2 separate regions of the Anser cygnoides genome follow, and region 1 is linked to region 2. A link is a contact called in public Hi-C data. All regions are on one chromosome and are shown on one strand. The core of a region is the stretch at or near the end of the contact, and the rest is flanking DNA. Distances in the headings are between cores, read along the strand shown.

Region 1 (3,836 bases), core at 841-3,340, 64 kb before region 2:
AGGTCATGCATCATTAACGTACTTAATTGAAGAAGATATGCACCACAATTCTTTTCTCTTGAAATTACTATAATTTATAGTATAGTAAGCCAATCTTGTACCTGTGTTTTAAATTCAAAGCACCCTACATTTTAGTTTAGTTTGAAAGTCAAATTATTTGGGTGAATTAAAGCAAAACAACAAGAACTTACCTAAAACAACCAAATGGTTACTTAAATTTATGTTGCGAATGGTCATTTGAGCAGAATTGAAGAGCTCATGGATGAAAAGCTCATGATTCAGAACACTTCATTTAGCAAGAAAATACTACAGAAACAAAGGTTGTACGAGAACTAGTTACTGTATGATAAAAAAAAGTTTGGTGCAAATTTTGACCAACAATAGATCTGTAATATAGGATACATCACTATAGCTTTCACCTTAAGATCTCCAGACCAGTAGCCCACAGCCCAAAGAATGTAGAGTGGAGAAGAATTAAGGTCACAGAAGAAGTGTACTTGTACACAAAGCAGTCTAACTCATAACTTTTCTAGCTACTGTCAAATAATGAAAATGAATATTTGCTGGGGAGAGTTTTCTTCCTGTTTTCTGGAGATAGGGGAAGCCACAGAGAAAAATAAATATTTATGGGAGAACATAGTAGGAACACAAACTTAGGGACATCAAAATAGTCAGGAGTCTTTAAAAGGATCCGGCTCTCACTAGAGATAGCACAGTATACAAAGCTGCAGACAGGCAACCAAGGTTGGCAACCCTGATGAAATGAAAGCAGTAATGAACACTTTGACCTTTGCCTCCGACCCCTGGATTCTTGACACAGTGATAAACACACTATGTATTTTCCTTGGCAACACTCATTAAGTAAATTAGTTCAATTATCAATATTCAGAAAATTCAAGATGCAAATTTGCCAAAAGTATCTCTGCAGAGTTACCTGGTTACATTTGCTTCTACTAGAAGCCAGTGTGAAAACTTTAGTGTGTGCAGTGTAACCATATCTGTGTAAACTAACAACATAGCTGCATACCTTTAACATAAGACTACCAAATACTTCCTTCTAATTGTGAGTGAAGACAAATACAGAAACCACCTTAGATTTAAAGTTGCATGTTTTATTTAAAATCCAAGGCAGAGAATTTTAATTTCAAGTTTCACACAATACTTTGCTTCCATGGGCAAATTATGCAACTCTGCAATAGGGGTTCATCGTGTAACTATTTTTTATTGTTGCTATACCATATGACCTCATTAAAATAATGAGGTTTGAACATTTGTATCTTCAATTAGAGCTTTGTGGCTTCAAGCAGTTAAAGAACAAATGCTGCCATTAACCTAGACAATACCCCTCAAATACACACCAAATATATTAACAACGTTACTGAATCATGAGGTCATTGCGAAAATGTAAGTCTCAGTGGATTCCATCACAAAGCAAAATCTTGAGGATTTTAATAGGATATTATTTAAGGTATAAAATTAAAATCTCTCATTAAGTTATCTCAACAGCTCATTTAATTTATCAGGCTCAAAAATATTTTAAAGGTTATTTTAGGTTAATTACATTTCACATCCTTTCATGACAGATCTGAAACCCTGTACTTCTTTCAGTCCTCTATTATAAACATTTTCCCCTTGCCAATAACTTAAAGTTCACACTGACATACATTTTTGCATACTTGCACTACAGTTTCAACATGACATATTCATGATGTACGCAGAATCCATTTTTATTTTTTTCCCAAATGGAAACTTGGTCACTGAAATAAACTACAAAAGCAAGAAGCAAACAAAGCTTCAGAAGAAGCACAATAAATTTTGCTTTTACATTCTTAGCCAGCCACAACTGCTTTTCAGTGAACAAAATTTGGATCAGTCCAAAATGTTGCAATACAGTAATCTTCCTCGTGTATTCCCAATAATAAATGACGCTTTGAAAAAACACCCTGGTAATTACTCCTAGTCTGTAAAGGAAAGAACTATATGGACTCCAAATCAAGACTGCAAGTGTAATGGTTATTCTGATTTTAAAGCTCATATTCTCACAGACCAAGGACTCTGCAGTTCCCACCTTTGAAGAGTTAAAAACTGCAGAAATGCTCAGGTTAGCAATAACAATGAAGTAAAGCCCAGAAAAAAGACCAAGGCATTTCCTGCTTTGAATAATTGACTTCAGAATCTGAACAGTACCTTTAACAGAATCAGTAATAGGTGAGTGATACAGGTACACTATCTATAAAGTGACTGCAGGAATAAGTTATTTCATAGCCCTGTCCATCTGAGTTTTCCTAACATTAATAAACTGAGCTTCACAGAAAGTCTGTGAGGTATGCTTTCCTCCCAGTTTTACTGATGACCAAGTGATTTAACCTCTCTGTATCTCAGTTTATCAAAGTTCAGATATCAGGATTGTTGCATAAGCCTCAGGCTTTAGTACTGTTTCAGTTACAAGGCTGAACTTATCTCTGCCAAGTGATAACACCTCTCCCCCTCTAGTAATCTCAAGGTAATAAGGACTGTAGATTAACTCTTAGGCAAGATTCCGAGCTACAGCTGTCCAGAGATGAAGCATATAAACAACTGTATTCCCATTTTCCTCAAAGCTGTAAAATAAGCAATCACCGAGTCTCTAGAGCTGTAACTGTTTTGCTGGGAAGATGCACTGCATGGCTTGGATAAACCAAAATAACACAGTACAGTTAAAACACACCAAACAACAAAATAGCTGCCAAACACAGGGGATTACGCTACTAATTTCTAGAGCATTTCCAAAGCTTTTGTTAGTCACAGACTTATGAGGGTTTTTTTATAGATAACTTAAAGCTCAAAACAGTGTGTATTACTGGAACAAAGTAGCTTGAAACTCAGGCAACCTAACTATCTCATGCTTGAAGACTGACCTTCTTAGTACCTACCGCATCCTAGGAAATAGTTACCAGATGCAGAAAGCAGCTACATTAAAATACTAAACATGGACATCTCATGCTGCCTACAGTAATACCTACCAAAAAAAATAAAATAAAAATCAAAATATATAAGGAAACTTCTGAATACTTTAGATTTTTCAAGTTTGTTTGTTTTTACTGTCTACATCCGTATATTCTTATATAAAGGCCAAAAGGAATCACAGAACACTCTTATGGAACAAAGCATCGTTCCAGTGACAATGTATATTCAAGACTGTCTGAATAACTCTTTGTATTGTCTTAAGTTCCTCACACCTCCCCAAGAAAAAAAAAAAAAAGCTAATTTTCCATGCACACTACAGCAGTTTCTCACTTTACACCTACAATAGTGCTGCTGTCAGGAGCAGAACTGACTGCATGTGCCAAAAATCAATTCAACATATTCATAGACAAAAAGTAACACACAGCATCTGAAGATAATGAGAACTGCAATCATTCAAACTGACAGTCTAGTGCCTAACAATTATCACAAGGCAAGTTTTATGAATTCATATTTCCTATGATGACAAGCCTCAGGTTACACAGAAGGGTGTTCAAATCTTCTTTCCAGTATGAAAACCTCCTTTGAGCCAATGAGTCCACTCCAAAATGAAATTCACTTAACTGAAGTTAAAAAAATGCTGACCTGAAAAGACTTCATAGCAAGATGCTGACTGTGTTCAAGTACTATGCACTATATATTAAGCATAACTTTGGTACAGAATTTGTCACAATTATTTGCTGTTCTTTATTCAGATACACATTCATTATTTAGAATGAAATTCCATAATGAAAATCCTAACAGGACTATCAGTTTTGAATGCCATTGTGAAGCATATGTTCCTGAATATATCATGAAAATATGCAGAATTATAGCATATGCATTTTACTTTT
Region 2 (3,628 bases), core at 382-2,881:
AATGTCATGTTAGGAGTCTATTAAATTAAAATTGAAGACATTTTAACTCCTTCACTGCAATAAGTTGTCATTCTTTGGTGTGTGTTAATCAAAAGGCTCCTCGTTACACAGTATAATTTCACACTGTCAAATGTACTTTCAGACTTATTCCTGAAAATCTACAGCTTGTTTTAGGAGATACATAATAGTATACAGGAGCATTAGCTCCATCTTGTATGGCTTCTGTGTGGTTATTAAAAAAATACGCTGAAGCAGTGCCCTCTTCAGGATGTAGAACCATCCAGCCACGTTAATGTAGTATAGGACAGGCCTTCGGGGCAAAATCAGCAGTCTCAGCAAAGTATTCTGTGTCTGTAAATTTGGCGCTATGGTGTGAAATCCTAGTGCTGGCTAAGTGTCTAACAGCTGACATCAGCCTGCAACTGAGCCACTGGCATTTAGGAGAATTCTAAGCCTTTTACTCACAGGCCACTTCCGATGAATAAAATGTCAGCACAAAGAGGGGTCTGGTTTCTTTTACCGATTCATCAATGAAAGAAAAATCTCAAAGTATTTATTAGCCGAGATCCAAATGTATGTTGCCTCATACCAGCACGCATCCATCTGTGTGTGCTTGCAAAAACCTTATTTTTCTATCTAGGTCTATATTTTCTATGAGTATTTTTTTAAGGCCAGCTTGAAAGGTAATTTTACCATTCTAATGTCAAGAATGAAATGCTGATGAATGGAGGAACCAACAGTCCCCAGGGAGTATCACAGTTCAGATTCCTTCTAGAAGCACATTTAAAAGTTATTACAATGAAATGCAGAATCATGAGAAAAGCCTGAGGGGCCATGACCATTGTAACTGTAAGCAGACATGTTTTTCTTTCCCATTCTCACAATAAATAGATATGGAAGTGTTCCAAGAGGCTCTCTGATTGCTTTTTGCTTTGGCTGCATGTCACGTTGCTCGAATGGCTGTGGAAAACTCAGGAGGGATGCTTTTGTCTCTGAATCAGTGCTGGCTTTGCCGGACCCACTGACTGTGTGCGTGTAACTTAGTTTGTGCTGCTCTTCCCTCAGTCAGTGCCCAGACACGCAATGACTCAGTGAATTACACAAAGATGGAAGCGTGCCGTGCCTCAGGATCAGCTCTGACCCCAGGGACCCACACAGTACTTACTACAGGGTGCTGTGATGGAGCATCTATTCCGGCTTGAAGAGGAAGGTCCAAACACAGCATGATGCCACACAGAAAGCAGTGTATGGGCTGGCTGTGCCTTCAGTCAGCGAGCTAAGGACAAGCAATTCCCTGGGCAGGTGCCAGCTGTGGTCTCCCCCCAGCACTGCCATGTTTTTCCCTCACAAGCACACCTTAAACTGGCTGGGAAAGGCAAGCCTGAGGGAAATATGACTGAGGTCAGCGCACATCTGCTGCTCCCCTTCAGCACTACAGGCAGGGAGCGAAGCAGATGAAACCTCACACAAGAAATCTTCTGACAGAGCTGACAGCGCGCCCACCGGGCAACCAGGCTCCAGAGAGCCAAGTGACAGGGACATCACACAGCCGAGGGGGCAGACGGACCGACAGACACACCCCAACACCCGCTGAGGGATCAGGACGCTGAGCAACACAGCCCCTCAGGGAGCAGGGGGCGCCGCCGCCATTTTGCGCATGCACCGGGGCCGCCCCTCAGGGCGGCGGGCGGCGGTGCCGCCTCAGCCAGCGCCATGGCGGCTGCCGGGGCGGTGAGGAGCAGCGGGAGCAGCAGCAGTTCCTTCTGCGACCGGCACGCCCGCCTGCTCCTGGCCCAGATCAACCGGCTCCGCGCCGGGCAGAGCTTCTGCGATGTGCGGCTGGAGGTGGGCCCGGAGGCGTTCGCCGTGCACCGCCTGGTGCTGGCGGCCAGCAGCCCCTACTTCGCGGCGCTGCTGGCGGGCGGCATGAAGGAGAGCGGCCGCGACGTGGTGCGCATCGCGGGCGTCGAGGCGGACATCTTCGGTACGCTGCTGGACTTCATCTACACGGGTAACGGCGGGGACGGGACGGGGTGGGACGGGGCCGCCGAGGGGGACGGGGCGGCCTCCCGACGGGGGTCGTCGCCCCCCACACGTCCCCACAGCGGGGCCCCGGCGCCGTGTGCCTGCCCGCAGGGGTGGTGAGCATCGGGGAGCACAACGTGCAGGAGCTGATCGTCGCCGCGGACATGCTGCAGCTGAGCGAGGTGGTGGAGCTGTGCTGCGAGTTCCTCAAGGGGCAGATCGACCCCCTGAACTGCATCGGCCTCTTCCAGTTCGCCGAGCAGATCGCCTGCCACGACCTGCTGGAGTTCACCGAGAGCTACATCCACGCGCACTTCTTGGAGGTGCAGGGCGGCGAGGAGTTCCTGGCGCTGACGAAGGAGCAGCTGGTGAAGATCTTGCGGAGCGAGGACCTGAGCATCGAGGATGAGTACCAGGTGTTCGTAGCTGCCATGCAGTGGATTTTGAAGGATCTGGGGAAAAGAAGGAAGTACGTGGTGGAAGTGCTGGAGCCTGTTCGATTCCCTCTCCTACCAGCGCAAAGGCTTTTAAAATACATAGAAGGTAAGTGAAGAAAAGCAAGAAGGAATATCAGATGTTTGAACAACGCATGCCTCGCTCAAATACAGAGCTGCTATATTGTGATAGATTTTGCTAGATTAATATCACAAGGAGTGAAAAGATTGACTTTATACCAGATGAGTTGTGTCTTTTAACAAATGAGCACAGCTTACTTTAAATACATGTTTTTGAAAAAGTTTTACAAAACTATGCAATCTTAATTGGGCTGCTGTTTTGAGGAGAATGTGGTAACTTTTCTACAGCTGAGTTACTTACTGTATATAACTTTTCACCATGCCTTTTTTAATATCCTTTTTTCCTCAAGGTATTCCAGATTTCAGCCTTCGGGTGGCCCTTCAAACTCTGTTGAAAGAATATTGTGAAGTCTGTAAATCTCCCAAAGAAAACAAGGTCAGCAGTTTTCTGCAAGCTTCTAAAGGTCGTCCCCGGAGGAAAGCCAGGAAGTACCTTTATGCAGTAGGTTAGAATGTGGCTGTTTGAACCTTGTAAAACAAATGATGTAGTAGTATCTCACATTACAGTACTGAAAGAGATACTGAACTATTTTTATGTAATGAGAAGATACAAAAATAGCAATATTATAGATTCGTAGAATGGTTTGGGTTGGAAGACACCTTAAAGATCATCTAGTTACAACTCCCCTGCCATGAGCAGGGCTTACCTGCTTTCTGTTTAGAATTAGAGCGGGAGCGTTCACATTTCATGTCGTTATGACATGTTATTCAAAGCCTAGATCTGCCTTTAGACGTTACTTGCCATGGGTGGAAAGCTGTAAATCAGCAGAGGGTTTGTCTGTTGTTCCCTATTGGAAGCACATTCTGGCAAATGCAGTTTCATTTCACTTCTTGTTCTCCTGAAGTTTGAAGTTTTCTCCGTCTAGAACTTTATGGTTCATTTGATGGGATACATGCAATTTAGAAGTTTTCACCAGTGCTATAGTTTTGTATTGGAAGGGTGTTCTCTTGTTTCACCCTGTGGGAAGTAACAAAATCTTAAGATAGCAAAAGCTGTTGGCTGCTCTCTGCGTTTCGCTGAGAACATG

The links. Hi-C and Micro-C count contacts between places; a contact is called where the count stands out from the background.
Region 1: a contact with region 2 is called in a Hi-C map of liver, with 4 times the contacts expected there. The contact joins the enhancer-like site here to the promoter of IPP in region 2. A contact is called at or near these places in 7 of 7 Hi-C or Micro-C datasets (blood, fetal liver, granulosa cells and 1 more).

The regions. Positions count from the first base shown.
Region 1 is chr8:23,947,360-23,951,195 of Taihu_goose_T2T_genome, reverse strand. The region is part of intron 3 of MAST2 (microtubule associated serine/threonine kinase 2); the gene reads right to left. Among named protein-coding and RNA genes, the nearest start is that of MAST2, 32 kb to the right of the region's middle. Within about 2 kb of position 2,090, at least 1 of the 3 cell types and tissues checked has open chromatin away from gene starts, as enhancers often do. A contact at or near this core is called in liver, where this site is marked.
Region 2 is chr8:23,882,934-23,886,561 of Taihu_goose_T2T_genome, reverse strand. IPP (intracisternal A particle-promoted polypeptide) reads left to right here and starts at 1,631. Exons shown (of 8, transcript XM_048059149.2): 1 at 1,631-2,011; 2 at 2,137-2,568; 3 at 2,891-3,046. The coding sequence starts at 1,714. LOC136791352 (a long non-coding RNA gene) reads right to left here and starts at 688. Exons shown (of 3, transcript XR_010833152.1): 1 at 1-688.